Linked DNA regions of Sus scrofa: region 2 is linked to region 1. A link is a contact called in public promoter capture Hi-C data. All regions are on one chromosome and are shown on one strand. The core of a region is the stretch at or near the end of the contact, and the rest is flanking DNA. Distances in the headings are between cores, read along the strand shown. Region 1 holds the start of DIEXF (digestive organ expansion factor homolog). Region 2 holds the start of G0S2 (G0/G1 switch 2).

Region 1 (5,750 bases), core at 1,143-3,642:
AAGCAACATCAGCATCTCTTTACAAACTAGTATAAAAGATTATTTCCTGAACTGTTTTTCCCCGTGAAAATACTGAGCGCCTGAAGGGAAGGGAAAAGGAAAAGCTCGGAGGAGGGAAAAGGAAGGGCTGAGTGTGGGCAGAAGAAAGGGAAGAACAATGCTGCCTTCTTACCATCTTCCTAAGGACTCTACTAATTGGCACAGGCATCTTCTTCGCGTGGGTTTTACTAAGAACTTTCCCTGGAGGCGGGAACAAAAAGGTTTACATTCTGAACGCACGGGTTAAAATTGCACAAGCGGCCCCTTTTCCATTGTCAAAGGCTAATAGAAACAGTTTCAGAGGCGGGCTCCTTCTCCATGGCTCAGTGTGCCAAGAAGGAGACCTCGTGGGTGGAGTCAGGGCCCAGTTGTGTCCGAAACCTGGGAACCGTCTAGACCTTTCCACAGGACAACGACGTGCAAACCAGGAGAGAGTAAGGCGTCACCTCAAGCCCTCAAGAGCATAGCTCTTTCATAGAAGATCTCTGGAAGAACACCAAGACACTGGTTGCCTCTGGGGAGGGAAGCTGGGGCACTTGGAATGGAGGGAGGGCAGAAAAAAAGGATGGCTTTATTGTCACCGCCAGGTTATGTTGTGGTGAGTGCCTTCAAATATATGATGACATTTTGCAAACAGCCTTTTGTTGACATAAGTGACTGTACTTTTTATCTTGAAATTAGACAGAAGACAGATGTCTGTTTGTTTAAGGGCTCCTTGGCTGGGCCAGCGGCTGGCACTACCTGCTGTTTGCATACTTTCTTGATTCTTCCTCCCTCCCCTCCCTACCCCACCCCGGTCTCCCTGAATCTAATTAGGAGGAGGAAACGGTGACTAAAACCACCAAGAACAGGATTGGAATAGTTCTATCGCAACTTCTAGAGGCATGACGTGGTATTGGACAGAGCTCCAATGCTCCCACAGGCGCTCCTCTAATAGCAAGGGCAGGGAACGCTATCTTTGAAAGCTCTTGTTCTACCTTAAACATTAAAGTGAATTCTGCAGTCTATGAAGAAGCACTTTGTTTTTACAGGACATGACACTGTAAGTTACTCTCAGGAATAGTGTCTCTCTGTGTGGATACTGCGGTCTTTAAGGAGCACACACCTTTCTGGAGTGTTAAGTCCAGTTGGTGTTTGTTTTTTCTCTTTGTTTCTTGAGGTTATTATTTGCTTACATTAAAATGTACCTGTTTTATTTTATTATTTTATTTTATTTTGCTTTTTAGGCCCAAACCTGCAGCATATGGACGTTCCCAGGCTAGGCGGAGCTGCAGCCGCTGGCCTAGCCACAGCCAAAATGTACCAATTTCAAACGTACTGTTTTCTTAATTATACAAGGTGTAACTATCACCATGATCAAGATATAGAACAGTTACTACCCCCCACCCCACCCCTGCCCTTTCTTTTTCTTTTTAAGGGCTGCACCTGCCATGGAAGTTCCCAGGCTAGGGGTCAAATTAGAGCTGTAACTGCCAGCCTACACCACAGCCACACCGGATCAGAGCTGCACCTGTGAACTACATGGCAAATGTTTAACCCACTGAAGGAAGCCAGCGATCAAACCTGCATCCTCACGGAGACCATGTTAGGTCCTTAATCCGCGGGGCCACAGTGGAAGCTCCAGTTACTTCCCCTTTGAAAGTGCTCCGTCCGGCTTCGAGTTCGGTCTTGGGACACCTGATTGGGCTTTACTGCTTTCTCTAACACCGTCTCTCTGGGTGACTTAGGAAATCACTTTACCTCTCCGGATGGAGTTCTGCTCTAGTACCATGAAAAATGTCGGAATAGATGAGTTACCGGGGATCCTGCAATACTTCAGTAAAATGAGGGGAAGGGGAAGGGCAAGGGTGCGAATCTCAGCCTTGCCTCCCCACACCTGTGGCACATCCTAGGGGAAAAAACCTGTGGTCGCAGCAGACTTGGGTTTCCAGCTCCTCTTTCGCTCGTGTGCACGTAACCCTTTCTAAGCATCCCTTTTCTCATTTAAAATAGCAGGCTTTTGAACAAGACCTATTTGTCAACTGCTGTGAGGAGTCTTGAGATGCTCCCGCACCCTTAAAGGCTGGTTGCGTTTTTATTGTGGCATAATATAAAGGCACTGCATTCAACCACCTCCACTACTACACGTTTACGCAGGCCGATTCTCACAACCGAAAGTGACGAGCAAAGTACCACGCACCTTTGTACCCACCTGGGGAAGCCGAAGCCTGTCCGCCTTCCTTCTGGGGCTCAGAGAAAAAATGGGCGTGCGTACATGTGCTTCCAAAGAGCGTCGCCAGGGGGCGGAATGGAAACCAGGAAGTTTTAACGCCTGTCGTACAAGCGCGACGTAAAGCGGGCCTGCTTTATGGCACGCTGCTTCTGCCGTAAAGCGCTGCCGGCGAGCCCGCGTGGGTCGGTTGGCGAGATTACTTCCAGGTGAAAAGCGGGCCCCTTGGAAGGGGGCGAAGTTGTGATCGCCATGGGCAAACGCGGGAGCCGGAGCCAGAGCCAGCTGATCAACACTCTGACTAAGAAGCAGAAGAAGCATCTCCGCGATTTCGGCGAGGAGCATCCCTTCTACGACAGGTGGGAGGGGCGCGGCTGGGGCCAGGGCAGCCGGCGTCTTCTCCCGCTGGGAGCCCGCGTGCTTTTCGGCGCTCGGTCCGCGGGTCCCCGGGACGGGGACGGGGACGGGGACGGGGCAGCTCCCGCCGCTTCCTGCGCGCCCCGCGCCGGCCTTGGTCGGCTGGGAAGACTGGCGGCTTCCGCCTGAGATGCGGTTCTTCACGGGTCTAACTTTGAGCTGATAACTCTATGCTAGACCGCACGCCTCCTTATGGGGCTGGTTTTCTGAATTTGTGTGTGTGCGTGCTTTCCAAGGATTGGTCCCACACGTGGGACCTTCGACATCACCGATCAATTCAATGACAGTGACGGAACTGATGTCTCGGTAGTTGTGGGTTCCTCTGTAAGTGTCCAGACTCTCAGTTATGATCCTACTTTAGTGCTCATCCCACCACTTTAGGCCGCTTTATCAACAATTAGAGGGACTTGCTGGAAGTGGTGAACCCCGAAGACTTTTATTTGACAGTTTTCCCATTTTTTGGATGAGAGCCAGGTATTGTGTGACTGCTATTTGTCATGTGACCTTGTTAAACTTTTTTTTTTTTATCGATTATTTTCTATTTGGCACATTCGTACAATCCTCGTCCCAGTACCTACGGAGTTTTTACGTGACTGTAGTTATGATGTGTTTATAATGTCTGCCATGTTCACTTAAAGTCCTATCTTTAGACATTTTTATTAATTGCCGAATACTAGTAGTTAAGAGTTTAACATTGCCTATTTCTTCTCAGGGTTTCCAGAAAGGAAGCAAAACCACAGATTTGTCACCTGGTAATGCTTTATGCCTTCTTTATGATAACTGATTCTGGGTTGTTACTTTTAAGGTTCTATATAATAGTACAGTTTGCCTGCACTTGCGTTCTTTTCGATTTTAGATGTAAGCTTTTATTTTGGTAATGTTGCTTAGCTTTGAATGCAGATGTTGGTTAAAATGCCATTGTGATAACTAATACAGTACCCAAAGTTTGACGTTGTCGTGAGAGATTAGCTTGTTAGGACCTGTTAAGCAGAGGGCTCTTGGTGAGTCTTAAGAGGGGAATGCCTTGTTTGCTTAACATACAATAGCGTGCGAAGTCATCAAAGGTCTTATTACCACAAATGCAGAAAAAAACTACTGCATTTTTTGTTGCAATTTTTCCTCTTGCTCCTTTAAATGTGCCAAATATCTGACACATAGGTTAATACAGACAACCTAAGCTCTGTTTTTAGACTTTCTCCTTGTGCAAGATTAGCAATTCAAAGAAGATGAAGAGCTTCTAGAATCATAGCTAGATTAGCTATCAAATAAATTTGGTGCTAGGCTTGGTTGAATAGATAAGATTGCATATTTGCAGAGAAGCTAATTTTTATTTAGAAAAGTCTCAGCCTCTTGCACTGTGGGCCTGATGGTCGTCATGGAGTAGCAACGAGAACAATATGAATTTTGTTTTTAAAATCCCCATTTTCCTTTTAGTCAGAGAGTTCAGATTCTTCGAGTTCTGAAAGTGAAGCGGAGAGTGAACCAGAACAAGTTTCTGGTTATCACAGACTTCTCGCTACGTTAAAGAGTGTTTCCAAGGAGGAGGAGGAGGAGGAGGAAGAGGAAGAAGAGGAAGAAGAGGAGGAAGAAGGCAGTGTTGTAGATGAGGCAGAAATGGATCTTGAAGAAGGTGATGGCGACGTGAGTGCGGAGGAAGACCTGGCAGCAGAGTCTGCAGACACGCGCGAGAGTGAGTGTCTTTGCTGGGCTCCTCTTTGCCAGGACCACAGACAGCTGGCCCCGTGGGCGCGGCACCCTGTCCTGCGTGAGCCGGGTGAAAACACACGGACCCAAAGCAGAGATTCTTAACCCTGCTGGGCTCGGTGATACCTTTGAGACTCTGATGAAAACCTAGGGCTCTCTGGCCAGAAAAATGCAGAAATGACATTTTTGCTTATGATTTCCAGGACTTCATCAATCCTAGTTCAAGTTCCCCTGATTGAGAGGAAAGAGAACATAATTCTGTTTTTGTGATGGTCTCAAATTTTTTAAAGAGATTATTGTTCCTCCCATAGGGAAACCAAGTTTACGGTAAGAGCGATACAATATACAAAACTTTTTAAGCAGCAGATTCGAATGGAATGGCTAGGTCTAAGGTGTTGAAGGGACATGAAGTGGTCCCACCATGCTGATGGGATACCTGAGGGAAGACCCCAGGGAAGCACTGGGACTGAAAAGCTTAAAGGACCATGTCACACCCAGACTTTTAAGTGACTTTTCACCTTTAGATCAACTTTATTGAGGTGTGATTTGCATACAGTAAAGTGTGACCATCTCAAGTATGTAATTTGATGAGTTTTGACAAATGTGTATATATTACCAGCACCAGGACAAAATGAAGAACCTTTCCAACACCTACAGAAATCTCTTCTGGTGCTTTTACAGCCGGTTTCCCAGGCCTGGCGTCAGGCAAGCACTGACCTGCTTTTTTCACTGTCGATGAGTTTTGCCTGTTCTGTCTAATTCATATGAATGGAAGTATACAGGAAGCACTCTTTTGTATCTGGCTTCTTGGCTTCTCATCCAATGTGATTCCTGTATTAGGAGTTTATTTCTTTTTATTATTGGAGTAGCATTCTATTGTCTGATTATACCCTGGTAACTTTTTATATTCTATTATCTAAATGCTGCTTTGCCTTTCTGAAATATAGAAAGTATTTTTTTTCTATACTTTAAGGTGTTACACACCGTTCTTAGTATTTTAATTCATCAGTTGCACTGGGATGAAAAAAAATCATAGCTTTAGACTTCAGGGGTTTTTGGTTTAACTTGGTTGGTTTTCCATTTTTCTTTCGTATTTTAGATTTTTAAAGATGAAAATTTGTTTTTTAGTTATAATAGTATATTTTGTAAAAATTTAAGAGGATAGTGTAGTGTTCCTGTATCTGTCACCCTGAGATGAACACTTTAACATTTGATATAACCTTCTGAAGTACTTTTTATGACTCTGTGATTGACTGTGCGTGTGTACATGCATTCGTGTGTATGTGTCTAATGGTCTCATACAGTCCTGTAACTTACGTTCTCTGTCTTTTTGTTTTTGTTCCCCACCCTCTTTTCTTTTCTTTCTTTTTTTTTTTTTTTT
Region 2 (5,750 bases), core at 2,125-4,624, 150 kb before region 1:
TGGCACAGCAGCGGTGGCTTCTTGGAGCACATGACCTGAAGGGAGGAAGTCGGAGTAGAAAGGGAACAGCACTTCAGGTAGGGAGAGAAAGGGGAGCAAAAGCGAGGCAGCGCAACGAGAATGAATGACTTCCTGGGCTGTAGGAACCCATCTGTGCAACAAAGGGTTCGCAGAAGTGGGCAGTGACTTTGGTAGCAAGGAGCTGGTAACAAAATAATAACATGAATAATGGAGGCTTATACACAACTAACCATCCAAAAGACCTCTGTCCCCTGTTCCCTCAAACCCCTCGGCACAGTTGTTGGAACAGCTGTACCCTCTTCTGTACTTACTCCTCGGACCACCGGTTGCCCCTGTGTGATTGCTTCTTCTGCTGATAGCTCTGAATGTTTTAACGTTTGGGAGAAATGGATTGATTGATTGATCGATCAATTGTCTTTTTAGGGCCACACCTGTGGTGTATGGAAGTTCCCAGCCTAGGGGTCCAATCAGAGCTGCAACTGCCAGCCTACACCACAGCCACAGCAATACAGGATCCAAGCCACGTCTGTGGCCTACACCACAGCTCAGGGCAACACTAGATCCTTAACCCAATGAGCAAGCCACACGGATACTAGTTGGGTTTGTTCCTGCTGAGCCATGATGGGAACTCCAGAGAGGAGGAATTTAGAAAGCAAAATAAACTAATTTTAAACTGACCACTCCTGCCTGCCTAGAAATGGCAAGAATTCCATGTTGGGATAGACTCAAGGGCTCCAGTCTGCCCAGAACTGCCCTAGCTGCAGTGCTGTAAGGCCTACATCTTGGAGAAACTCCTCAGCCCCAGGCAAACTGTGATGGTTTGGCCAGACTACGGCTGATCTGACCTTGATGGCTGCAACCTGTGTCTGACCAGCATGATGCAACACAGGGCTTTCCGCCCCTAAGGACACATCAGCACAGTCAAAGCAGGTGCTTAGTTTGCCAAGCCCTAGCCAAACTCCTACTCTACACACTGGGTTCTCTCTGCCACCCAGACAGAGAAACTGTGTCAGAAATTCTTAGGTGTGAGGTGACCCTGGATTCCTCAGCCCTCTGGTCCCACCATCTCGCACTCAGCCCCAGCAACCAGCTAACCCAGGAACACCAAATCCACCAGCGACCCCAATCCGTGCCGTGAGCCGCCCTCTCTGCCCAGCCCTGCCTAGCAAGCTGGTAGGGCCTGGGGGTCAAACTTGGGTTATCAGAGAGGGGAAGAGGGGACCCCACCCAAGGTGGTGATGTGTCCTACTGCGGCCAACCACATGAAGGGGGAACCCCAGATGAATGACAGCCTGCTGACCTTGGACCATGTGCAGTTTGCGTCTTCGAGTTACAGAAATACCGGAAATGCTTGCTGAAGAGTCAATTTCGGAGTTTTGGGTCCAAAGCTCCAAAGGGCTGACTCACCTTCAGAGCGGAAACCACGTGAAAGCCCCAATTTTGAGGTGCACGGCACAGCCTCTCCCAGAAGCCGCAATGTTTGAAAGTCTCCCAGATCTTGAGAAAGCTCATAGATCATTTCTGCCAGTTACTAGAGACTTCTCCAAAATCACAAGGAAGATTCAAAGAAAATGTCAAGACTCATATTCATCTGACTTGTTACATAATTGTCCTGCCTGACAAGGTTAAAAAGAATAATAGGCAGGGGACACAAGCCTCTAGGAATCATCCCTATTTGGCCCCTTGTCACCTCGACTGCTCGTGCACAGACGAAAATGTAGAATTTCAAAGAAGCTCTTTAGGTCACCTTGCCCAGTCCATACGCAGAAACGCTACTAACTGAACTACTAATAGCCAAAACGAAGGGCAGTTGTTATTACTGCCTTTTTAAAATTAAACTGGCTAGAAAATTGCCTCAGACCCCAAAGAAAGATTACTGGCTACAATTTCTAACGACCCAAATATGTGCTCCCTGAAACAGCCTTCCCTGGGTTCCTGCCCGCAGAGCCCGGCCTGACGGACGTGCACAGGCTGTTGTAAGATTGCGTCACCGACCTCTGCAATTCTCCGTCCATCTGATTTCCCCTCCTCTCCCTGCTGGCTCCCTGGCTGTACTTGAAGAGGTCTCTCCTCTTCCCCTACTTGCTGACTCTGGGGTGTGGATAATCCAAGCTAAGCCAGAACACCCCCCATAACGGTGGATGATGCTTAATCCTGGTTAATGTCAACCCTACCTTCCTCATGCTTCCAAGAACGCTCTCTATCCTTTAGCCTCTTACCCAAACTGTCTGCTCCCACCCTTCTGCTCCTAAACTGTTTCTATGCCAAGCTGAGCTGGTACAGCTGTGTGGCCCCAGATCTGGGGAAGCGGTGTGTAATTACCGAGGAGAGCATGAGATGCAGGCAAACTTTTATCCCTTCCATGCTCACCTCCTCCCAGGCCCCAACTGCACTTCCCAAACGGAACGAGGACAATTTGGATTTAATGGCAGATCCCTGAGACGCAGAAGCACACATACAAACGCACACACACGTAAACGCACATCTATGCATAAAGGGCACTCTCAACGAGTCTGTCATACGGCTCTAGCAATGCAAGCGCCTACTTTTCACCAGGAGGAGAAAGTCCAAGGACAAACTGCCTTCCACAGCCTGGAGACCCTTGCCTTCTACCTTCATCCCTACACGTGTGGGACGATGACAAACTTTCCGAATAAAAACTGACTTTTCAGTTGGGGAGCACCCCGGGTGTCCTCATAAGGGGTCCTTCTCAGACTGCCCCCTGGCCCGAGGCAAGCTCTGGCCCACCCACACCGCCAACGGATGCGGACACCTGCCCGGGCCGCCGGTCCTCGTCCGCGCGCGCGTGCAGCCTGGCTCGCCCTCCCCCGCAGCCCCAGCGCCCTCGGGCACAGCTCTCGGCCGCCTCCCTCATGGTCCCTGGCCCGCTTCCACCCCCCCCCCGCCCCCCTCTCCGCTTCCTCCCCCTGCTCTTCCTCCCCGTCCCCTTCCTCCCCCTCCTCTCCGGCTCTCGCAGCAGCAGCCCCAGCGCCCGGAGCCCGGGAGGCGGGGCTCGGAGGGAAACTATAAAGTGCCCCGGGGCGCTGACCGGGGCCAGTTGCTGCGTCCTCAGGGCCAGTTGCTGCGTCTCCATCCCGAAGAGCCGCGGCTGCGGAGGCGGAGCAGGCGGAGGCGCGGGACCCACGCCCTCGGCGATTGCCGGCTGTGCCAGCGCTGCCTCCCGCTCGCGCGGGCCTTCAGGTGAAGCCAGCGGCGAAGGACGCGGGGTTTCGGGCGGGCTGCCGGGTCTGCGGGCCTCCTCCGAGGGAGCCGCGGGCGGGCGGCGCAGGAGGCGGCAGCCGTCCCCGGTGGCTAACGGGCCCCTTCCCTGCTCCGCTGCCCCCGCAGGTCACCCCGGCCCGAGAGCCCGGAGCCGAGATGGAAACGATCCAGGAGCTGATGCCTCTGGCCAAGGAGCTGATGGCCCACAAGCCCAGCCGCAAGCTGGTGAAGCTGTACCTGCTGGGCGGCCTGCTGGCCTTTCTCGGCGCGGTGCTCGGCCTGATGGAGACCGTGTGCAGCCCCTTCACGGCCGCCGGCCGCCTGCGGGACCGGGAGGCCGCCGTGGCCGAGCTGCGGGCCGCCCGGGAGCGAAAGGCGCCCCCGGAGCCGGCCCAGCTGGAGAAGGACAAGCGGCGGCAGACGGGCCGGGGCTGCCGGGCCCTCTCCCACCGGCTGCACGCCTCCTAGGAACCCTGCGGGGCCGCGGAGGGTGGCGGAGAGACGGCGAGGAGGGCGAGCCAGAGCGTCGCCTTACGTTTGGACTTGCTTCTGAGAAGCCCCTGAGTGCTAGAACTGAACTGACACTCGGATCCACCCTAAGGCGTTTGGGATGAGTTTTGCTGCTGTGCAGCACCGCGGAAGGCCCAGTCCAGAACGAGGCACCTGAGCGGAGTTACCTGGCCCTTTGCACTAGGCCGAGAAGTGCTGTCTACGTTATTATTGTTATACTGTGATGATGATAATGATTTCAGTGGGTGTTCAGTGAACACCCTTGTGCATTTTGAAATAAAAACCGTTTTGTACTTTATCTCAGCCTCGGATTCCAGAGCAGCACGGTTCCCTGGGGCGGGCAGTAGGGGGCCGGGCATGCTGCTGAAGGGGGTCGCCTGAAGATCAGGCCATACCTGCTTCCCTGCCCAGGGCTCCCATGTGGATGCTACATGCTTACAAGTCTGTGGAGGATTTGTTTTTGCTTTGTGTTACCAGTGGGACGAGAGGAACGTATTTCTAAGTCCCACTGGACTCACCATTTGAAGAGCAGAGGATCGATCAACTTCTGGGCTAGAGTGAGTGAGAGACACTGATGAATTCTAGGGTAGAAAACTTATTTGCCATCTCACACCTGCACAACCAGAGGCTCCCATGACTGATGCCTCTTTCTTGCTAACTGCATTTTAGTGGGGAGGGGGGCGGGGGGCGGGAACTGGCTAGCTGGCAGGCAAAGAGGGAAAACAGCCTCCCAAGAACATTTAACTGGATTATCTGGCTCTACCCAGCCTTCCTCCTCACAAAGTCAAATCACAGTAAGAAACTCTAAGTTAGAAGGAGAAAAGACTGGTTATCCCAGGCCTGAGTCCTCTTCCTCCAGGGACAGCGCTTGCTCTGTAGTAACAGCTAGTCCAGTGTCAGCTCCGGAAATTTTAAGCAATGGCTCTTAAAGAGGTGGCAAGGGACATGGGCCTGATGCCACTCTCCTCTCCATTTTAATACGTCTCTGCCCTGTCCAGGTGCAGATGTGTCACTCTCGCCATCAAGAGCCATGCATTTTCGCTAAACGTAACGATGCCCAGACTCGCTCCACCACCACCCTCTTCCGCAATAAACCCTTCCGTTTTATTTCTGCCAGCTCGAATTCTACCCAGTGTTCCTGGCCCGGAGCAAGTGCTGTCTCTGCCCCCAATCGATCCTTATCACTCCACATGAAAGCAGGGTCAGGAGAAGGTGAGATTTATCAAGGGGAAAGAAGACTATCAGTGGAAACACTGTCCTCCTAGTTTCCCAAATGGGAAACTTGACCTTATATTAAGGTGACACAGCCTCACCTGAAGCGTCCAGAATCTCTCAGGAGTTCACCCACACTCATTCCTCCAGTTCTCCTTCGCAAGTGCCTTGTCTGTTAGGTTTATTATTCTCCCACCACCTGGTCCAGCTGTCAACGTGTCAGACCACCTCCTGCACTCTCCAGCACACTGGCCCCCAAACATCCACTGCCAGGCTGGGGTACCCTCCCTTCAGTGCCGTTCTTCCTCCACTCAAAACCCATCAGAGCCTCAACTCCCGTGCCAGGTTTTCCTGCGTCTCCACGACCTGCTCGCCTCTCAGCCCTCCCTCTAGACTTCTCAGGCTGCTCAGATGAACCCCAGGACCCTCCTAGTCCCCATCTGGTCATTTGTTTCCCTTTGTCACAGCCACACTTGTGGCATACGGAAGTTCCCAGGCCAGGGCATCAGAGCTGCAACGCCACCAGCTGTAGGCTCCACCTATGCCACAGCCACATCAACAAGGGATCCAAGCAGCATCTGTTGTGGCTTGTGGCAACACTGGATCCTTAACCCACTGCACAAGGCCAGGGATTGAGCACAGAGACAACGTAAGGCCCTTAACCCACTGAGCCACAATGGGAACTCCCCTTCTGTTTGCTACACTTTTGTGCACATTACTCTTCGCAATGGAATGCCTGCCCACCCAGGAGCTCCACACCTTCCAATATCATATACCTCAAATTC

What was found. Promoter capture Hi-C pulls out the DNA fragments that hold promoters and counts their contacts.
Region 2: a promoter capture Hi-C map of fetal liver shows a contact between it and region 1, with 2.2 times the contacts expected there. The contact joins the promoter of G0S2 here to the promoter of DIEXF in region 1. A contact is called at or near these places in 1 of 5 promoter capture datasets (fetal liver) and 2 of 47 Hi-C or Micro-C datasets (blood and embryonic fibroblasts).

What each region holds. Positions count from the first base shown.
Region 1 is chr9:133,137,900-133,143,649 of Sscrofa11.1, reverse strand. DIEXF (digestive organ expansion factor homolog) reads left to right here and starts at 2,392. Exons shown (of 12, transcript XM_003130420.6): 1 at 2,392-2,607; 2 at 3,378-3,417; 3 at 4,100-4,355. The coding sequence starts at 2,501. LOC102159985 (a long non-coding RNA gene) reads right to left here and starts at 2,366. Exons shown (of 3, transcript XR_305746.3): 1 at 2,231-2,366; 2 at 173-240.
Region 2 is chr9:133,285,366-133,291,115 of Sscrofa11.1, reverse strand. G0S2 (G0/G1 switch 2) reads left to right here and starts at 3,374. Exons shown (of 1, transcript NM_001286804.1): 1 at 3,374-3,791. The coding sequence starts at 3,400. The coding sequence ends at 3,711.